Linked DNA regions of Macaca mulatta: region 1 is linked to region 2. The links are chromatin contacts, called in public Hi-C maps. All regions are on one chromosome and are shown on one strand. The core of a region is the stretch at or near the end of the contact, and the rest is flanking DNA. Distances in the headings are between cores, read along the strand shown. Region 1 has its middle 21 kb from the start of CNR1. Region 2 overlaps RNGTT (RNA guanylyltransferase and 5'-phosphatase).

Region 1 (4,056 bases), core at 690-3,189, 580 kb after region 2:
CGGTCATAAGGAGAGAACATTTTTGCAAATATTTCCTACTGCCAGGGGTGTGAGGTGAAGGGAAAATCTAACAACCACGACCCCTAAAAGAAAAAAGCAACAGATGTTGAAGCCTCCTCCCCCTCCCTGTGAACCTTGCTCTGGAGCTGTCTCTGCCATGAAGGTGGGCTAAAAATACCTGCGAGTAGAGCCTGTCCCAAGCAGCAGGGTTAAGGCTCAGCACTAATCCCACATCTACTATCTATCTCCCAGTCATTCTTCCATCTATCGATGGGTCCATCAGACCTTTATTGATAACCTTTGCTAACCACCTACCTAGTAGGACTTAATCATTTCAGCGATGGACTCTCTCAATGGAGTCAAATGGTCATTTGCTTGACGGAAATACTTCTAAAGCAGTCTAGGGGGATTTTCAAAAATTGCACTAGTGCTCTGCGGGAAGCCTTTGTACGATTTGGCCTGACGTTTCCAAAACGGGTTTACAGCTTTCCCTCCTCCAGGACCCTGAACTCAACAATCTTCCTTCTTTCCCTGGGATGAGAGGTTCGCTTTCCCGGATTCTCACCACGTAGTTCAAATATGGGGTCCAGATATATTACGGTTGCTGTTGGGGTCTGATCAGGGGCGGGAAGACCGTGGAGGTCGGTAAAACAGAGCGGTGCGGGATGATGTCTGGGAACACCCGCAAGGCGTCATAAAATGAACGCCAAGGCGGCCACAAGAGGAGGGCCGGGAACCGAACCCAGTGCCCAGCGCGGGGCCCTTGTGGCCGACGTGACGTGGCTCCGTCAAGTGGAAACCGTGCGATCCTCTCCCGACCCAACTCACGAGAGATAAAGATGTCTAAATAACCACGACCGCCGCCGCACACCCTGCCTGGCCCCAGGGACAGGGGGGAGGGGAGCGCCTCCTCGGCAGAAGCGGCGGCCCGGGCTTGTTTGGAGGTTCGCAATTCACCATGATAAATGTAAAGACCAATTAAGGTTTGATCCGTGCACACGGGAGGCAGACGGCGGCTGATAGTGGAACCAATTAACGAGCATGTCCCCTAATTCCTGCCGCGGTCGCCGAGCACACCGCGGCTCCCCAAGCGCCTGCCGCGGCTGCCCCCGAGTCCCAGAGCCCCCAGCCCGGCCCTGGAGTGGGGTGTCCTCCTCCAGCGAAAAGGTGCGAGGAGCGGGGCCCCGGGTGGCCGGGGAGGGGGCGCGCCGGGCCGGGAGGCGCGGAGCCAGCCGCCTACGGAGCCCAACTGTTTGCATCGGGGACCGGCGGGCGGGGCGCGCCCGAGTGGTCGCGCCGGGCAGGGGCGGTGGGCTCTGGAGAAGGCGCCCAGAGTGAAGCTGGGCGGCGCCCCGAGGGCAGAGGACAGGTGGCCGCGCGGCCGCAGCCAGGTAGCGAACGGCTCGGGGGCTGCGCAGCGCGGTCCCAAAGCTCAGCCCGGCCCCGGCTCGCTGCCACGGCCTTGGGCGGAGGGAGGGGGCGCGAGACCGCACCCCCAGGCCCGGCGCGCCTCGGCCTCTGGGCTCCCGCTCCCCTTCCCCTTCCGGCTCAGCCCGTTGCCCCAGACGTGACCCCCGCGCAAGATGTTGGCGCTGCGCGTTGTCCGGGCGCGCGTGATTAATGGCCCCCAGGTCGTGGGCGGCGCAGGCACGAGCCCCTACATGGCCTGGCCAGGGTGTGAGGGTATCCCGGAGCACAGCGGGGTCATGGCAGCGGGGCCTCCGGGAGCGCGGCGGCGGCGGCGGAGGAGGAGGAGGAAGAGGAGAAGTAGGTGACGCGGGCCGGAGAGGCTTGTCCCCTCTGGCCCCAGGGCTGGCGTCGCGGCGGGTCCCCCGTGCCAAGCAAAGTTTGGAGCCGCGGGCGCCGCGCGCAGGTCCCTCCCCGCGCAGTTCTCTCGGCGGGGTCTGTGCCGCCGCCGCCGCCGCTGCCAGGGCAGGACAAAGGCTCATTAACACGTGATGGGACCGCGCTTCATAAATGGGACTGGAGCGAGAGGGAGCCAGAGACAGCGCGAGCGGAGGGAGAGGCAGGGACCGCGCAAGCGGGACGAAGCGACGGGCGCCCGGGCTGGTGGAGACGGGCGGCCCCACGCCGGGCCAGGCGGGGCTCCCGGGAGGACCCGGTGAAGAGCTGGGGAAGGGGCGAGGCTCGCCGGCGGTGGGAGCAGCGGGGCGCCAGTCCCGGTCGCTGTCGCGGGCGGGCGCTGGAGACTGGGACGCCGGCGCGCCGACCGACTGACTTGCTGACCGCCCGCCGGAGGCACACCCCGCTCCACCCCACCCCGCCTCGCCAGCAGCCCGGCGCCGGCGCCGCCTCCCGCACGCTACTCCCTCTGCCATCCCTTGCTTCTCCACTTCTTTTCCGCCTCCGCCTCTTCTTGCCTCCCGCGGCGCCAGCGCCTTCCCTTGGCCCGGGCGGGGGCCTCGGCTCCCTGCAGAGCTCTCCGTAGTCAGTGGGGGACATTTCGTTCTAGCGGACAACCAGTCCCTGAGCTGGGCCAGAGGTGCCAAGGGAGCTTCTGTCCCAAGGACCAGGGGATGCGAAGGGTAAGACCTGGCAGAGTTGCGTTTGGAAATACTTTTTCCGCCTCCCGCCCCCTCGGGTATGACCAGTGTGGTCCCCAAGTGTCCTTCGTGGAGTTCTTATTCCGTGTGAGCGAATTGTGCGTCGGTGTTTACTTAGCTGTATGGCCCCAGCCTGTTAACTGTGATCTGTGCTACTTCTGGAGATTTCTACCGTTTACTATTTATTGAATGTGTGTGCACCTGGCTCTCTATGCACTGATGTCTGTTTGTAGAAAATGTGTAATTGTGCATGTTTGAAAAACGGGCGCTTGAGTTGTGCTGAATGCCTATAAACCATATTATCTACTAAGTCTTTCCAGGGAAATACATCGATCTCTGCTGCAAACCTAGAAACTGACTAATGTAAAATAGTAAATGTCATATAAAGAGATGTATGTCAAATAATAAACTTTTGATAAAGAAAAAGCTACAGGAACCACTGCTCTGAGGAAAAACAAATGTCCATGTAACTAATACCTAAAATTGAGTGTTGATGGAGCCATTTAACTCAGAACTAGCCGTTAGATGACTAAAGTTAATGTTGCATTTTTAAAAGACATTTCTTGTTAAGGCTTACAAATCATAAACGGATCACCTCTCAAATACAAATATGTTTGCTGTAATAGACGTGAGAAACTGTCATTTGGTCATCTGAAAGTTTAAAAGCAACATGCATGTTTCTAATTTTAATAGATTGTCTCTCAGAGATTTAAAATTGAACAGATGAGAAAAACAAAAAAAAAATGTTTAGTAACGTGTTAATCATTTTGCCTCCCATCTTTTTTTATCTTCCTCCAAATAAGTGCTGTTCTTGCTTTTGTTGTTGATTTCTTGATATATTAAGCCTCCTCGGGCATGTAATCCAATAAGAGATTAGAACAGATTTACTGGTTTTAAAGGTGTTGAAATATATCTCTATGGGGCCCATAACTTCTCCTCATTTTTATTACCAAGTTAATATCTTTCGAACAAAGGGGGAAATGCAATTTCTTAGAGGAAACTCAGTGGACACTGAGTATTAGTGGGGTCACCATTGACATCAATCTATTTTGCAGAATATTGAGAAGCTCAGAGCAACCAACCTTTAAGGTTCCCGTAGGACTTTATCTGATTTAAAGTGTTGCTTTTCTAATCCTACCCTACTGACAGTTTGCAAGGGAAGATACACTGATTGATTTTTCTCTGTCCCTTTTTTCCCTGGTTCTCCTCCCCCTCCCCCGCTCTCTAACTCAGTTAAGAGCAATTTTATAAAAATAAAAGGCCATGTAGAGTTTCTTAAGTGAGACAAATTATTTTCTGATTCCATCCATACATGAGCAGAAGACATGCCCCTCCAGAATTTTAAACATTGCATACTACAGGCACTTATTTGTAAGCACAATGACAGTTACCATAGTGGGGCAATAGGCTTGATGTTGGACATGGTCTTATAAAACTAATCCATTTTAGCTTATCAGGAGAACTTACTGTAAACCGACTCTTTTTGTTTCGA
Region 2 (3,982 bases), core at 911-3,410:
CTAAATGCAGTTACTTAAATCAGAAATCTAGCTGTCATCTTTGGCACCGTCCCCTCCTGCCTCTCCAAGTCTTTCTTTATCTTTTAAGTATCTCTTAAATTATTCCCTTTTTTCTCCATTGTCACTGCTACTACTCTAATCCAGTTTGTCCTTCATTGCCTCTTGCTGGAACCACTACAGTGGCATCCATTCTTGCCTTCTCTTCATTCCTTTTTTTTTGAAATGGAGTTTCGCTCTTGTTGCCCAGGCTGGAGTGCAGTGACGCGATCTGGGCTCACTGCAACCTCCGCCTCCTGGGTTCAAGCAATTCTCCTGCCTCAGCCTCCTGAGTAGCTGGGACTGCAGGCCCATACCCACTACACTCAGCTAATTTTTGTATTTTTAGGAGAGACGGGGTTTCACCATGTTGGCCAGGATGGTCTCGATCTCTTGACCTTGTGATCCGCCCGCCTTGGCCTCCCAAAGTGCTGGGATTACAGGCATGAGCCACCAAGCCTGGCCCAATCTTTTCTTCTTTCCGTATCCAGAGAGATCTTCCTTCATCTCTAGTGCTTTCTCCTTGTTCTCAGGTTAAAGACCAAAATTGGATTTGGAGCCAGTTTACTTTTTTCTTTATCATGTTTTGCCTTTTGGTTTCCCTGTGTGTTTTGCTGTTGATTCAAAAATAACGTTAATGTTTTTTATTTAAAGGTGGCTTAATTATATTATTCACAAACAGTGATGTAAACAATAATATAAACAGTTAGTCAGTTTGGGATGCTATAACAAAATACCATAAACTGAGTGGCTTACAAACAACAGAATTTTATTTCTCATAGTTCTAGAAGCTGGGAAGTCCAAGATCAAGGTGTTGGCAGATTCAGTGTGTGGTGAAGGCCTGCTTCTTGGCTCATGTTGTGTCCCACACAGCAGAAGGGGCAAGGGAGCTTTCCTGTGTCTCTTTTCTAAGGGTAGGAGTCTCATTCATGAAGGCAGGGTCCTCTTGACTTAATCATCTTCCAAAGGCCCTACCTCCTAATACCATTACATTATGGGGGTTAGGATTTAAACACTGGAGTTTTAGAAGGGACACAAACATCAGTCTGTAGCACAGTGTTTTAAAAAAATTTGAAATGTAACCTATACTTGACAAAAATACTTAAATATTTGAGAAAAATTTTGGTATTTTCTTCAAAAGGAAAAAATTATCTGTTTATTTTCAATATAAATCTATTTTCTTTCTAAGGTTTAAGATTCAAGCTTTCATCAAACAAATGATCATTTTAAAAAAGAATCACTATCAAATTGAATTTTCCATCTCATTATCAGCTTCTATAATAAAATATGTTTTATTAGACTCCTATCTATATGGTTTTCAGTTCTGCGATTACATTTCCATTTTGAATTGCTAATTTTTGGCCATTCATCACGTAAAAATGAATATTTTAACATGATGATTTGGTATTTTAATATGCCGGTATTAGATCTTTTACATGATAGCTATTAGATTGTTTAATTTACAAAGTTGGTAGTAAAATTAAATCTTATTTGTTTACTAGCTTTTATAAGTAGATTTTAGTGCAGATTTATGTAGCATATTAAATTTTTACATGTGGAAATAACATTAATTTTTAACCTTTTGAGAAATCAGCTTTGATTTTACTTTTATCTGGAGAAACTATGTTTCTAGGCAAGAATTGTATGCCATTAATAATCTATCACTATGAAATAAACACAGAATAGTAGATTGTATAATTTAAGTAAGAATAAAAATCTTGAAAGTGTTTTTGTTTTATATTTAGAAAAATGGCTTTTCTTGTTGTACCTACCAACTCTACTATGGTTAGTAAAACATAACTGTTTCTGTTGAGTCTAGAGTTATTTACTTTCAAACGGTAGAGATATAATTGTTTTTTAATGTTTTCCTCACTATTTTGATTTTCCTGTAAGGTGGGTCAGCTTGATTTTATGTATCTGGTATTCATCAGTTTGCATAGAAATTTAGAGTCAGCTTTGATTTTAATATTGCATTCTTTTGAAATATTAATATTTTTATCAAATCTTTACTGCTGCCAGGTATATTGAATATTATGGATAGATTGTAAGATGAAAATTGGAATTAGCCTAATGCCTTGTCTTGAAGTACATGACGAATTAGAATGGTTTTCCTCTGTAGCAAGGATGTTACCATGGTGAGAGCTTCTGTTTCCATGACATTTGCTTGCATATTTTGATAGGTCTTCAATTGAAGAAGGGCTCTGTTTTCTGGCAGGCTGCAAAAGTGTCATTCTATCTTTTCTCAAAATGTGTTATTTTTATTGAAAAATATAATTTTCCAGGGAATTGTAATAGCAAAGTGCCAAGAAAGAAAATGCACCTTATTTTAATTTTTTTTTCCTTGTTCAACTTTTAGAGCACAGCAAAATATTCTTAGCTTGCTTTGTGTAAGGAAGAAAAGGAAAACATCATTTTCAAGTTTTAAAAATAAATATTTAGTTTTTTTTGAATTTTGTTGGCAAAATAAACAGCTACAGATGCATAATTTGTAATCAGTCTCAGCTAGATATAGATATATCTGTACAACTAAAAGGAATTGCTAATGATGATATATTGGTAGCAGAGAAAGGGGAAATATATAAATAAGGACTTCAAAAAATGAAAGAAGTGGTGAATTCCTAGAGGGTAAATATACAGAATACCAAATCAGTTCTTATATAAATGATACATATTAAACACTTAATGAATTAGGGATAGTTCTTTTTATTAATAACTTATGTTTAAAGTTGAAACATTAATGGTAGATTTTAAAATTTGCATTTTACAGTGGTATAATTTTAATTTTTAAACTAGATAATACAATCACTTGGTTCAGAAATTTTAACATGTATTTAAAAAATACACAGAAGAAAGTCTCTCTCTCATACTTCTTCCCTAGTTTATCTATATAGAAGCAAATACAAATGTGTGAATACATTCTTATTTTCATTCTACTTTTTCATAAAGATAGCATATTATTTTACTTTTTGTTTACATATTGTTTGCTTTTCAGAATTTGTCCAGGTATATTTTTAATGTCTATTTTGTTTTTGTTAGTGCTCTGATTTAGGCATCTAGGGAGATATATTGGAATCATAGCAAAAAGATAGGGGTTATTAATTGTTATCTCTTATCCCTTATGCTTATAGCAATTCCACGTTTTAGGAGGAAATATGTAAAAGCACACATTTTGTCTATGTAGGGTACGAAAATTGATTTTCCTTTTGTTGTCAAAGTTCAGTGATAACTTTAGTGGCTCTTTCTACTGATAGACCAATTCATTTTATAAGAGCTATAAACTGAAAGAGTCTCTAAAAAATATGTATTTATACATGCTATTTCTTCTGCCTGAAACTATTTTCTTTTTTATATTACTCCCATTTATCCTTGAACTATCAAGTTAGATGTGCTTCCTTGAGGAAGCCTGGTTGTCTAGCTGAGCTTGACTCTCCCCTGCCCCCACAGTATTCCCATTGGCCTCAATGCACTTAACATGTATGAATTTTTAGTTATTTTAAAAATTACCATTTCTCTTACTAGATTGTAAGTACCATGAAGACAGAGACCATCTCTGTCTCATTCACAGTGATATTTTTAGTGCTTGTAACAGTAGGGTGAATATTAAATACTGTGTTGTACATGTAGGCAATCTAAATGTCTTAGTTCCTTGATTCACTGTACTTTCTCTTGTAGCTACTTAACTCATCCTTATTGCCTGTGTAATTCTCAGCTTAAATTTTACTTCCCCTGGGAAACTTCTCTTTATGTTTTTGACTGTGTTAACATTTCATTTTCTCTGCTATTATAGCACTCTGAACTTCATATTTCATTAAATTCTTGACAGTTTTTTGTAACTGCTTATTATTTGTCTGAAACCCCCGTTATCTTTATCTTACTGGCCTCTAGCACAACTGGTTGACACAGTCTTAGCAGTTGATCAATAGATATTGGTTTAAAAAAAAAGAAT

What was found. Hi-C and Micro-C count contacts between places; a contact is called where the count stands out from the background.
Region 1: a Hi-C map of fetal cortex germinal zone shows a contact between it and region 2, with 3 times the contacts expected there. The contact joins two enhancer-like sites. A contact is called at or near these places in 2 of 14 Hi-C or Micro-C datasets (fetal cortex germinal zone and fetal cortical plate).

The regions. Positions count from the first base shown.
Region 1 is chr4:97,762,967-97,767,022 of T2T-MMU8v2.0, forward strand. No RefSeq gene overlaps it. Among named protein-coding and RNA genes, the nearest start is that of CNR1, 21 kb to the right of the region's middle. Within about 2 kb of position 1,940, at least 16 of the 40 cell types and tissues checked have an H3K27ac peak or open chromatin away from gene starts, as enhancers often do. A contact at or near this core is called in fetal cortex germinal zone, where this site is marked.
Region 2 is chr4:97,183,666-97,187,647 of T2T-MMU8v2.0, forward strand. The region is part of intron 11 of RNGTT (RNA guanylyltransferase and 5'-phosphatase); the gene reads left to right. Among named protein-coding and RNA genes, the nearest start is that of RNGTT, 170 kb to the left of the region's middle. Within about 2 kb of position 2,161, at least 1 of the 40 cell types and tissues checked has an H3K27ac peak or open chromatin away from gene starts, as enhancers often do. A contact at or near this core is called in fetal cortex germinal zone, where this site is marked.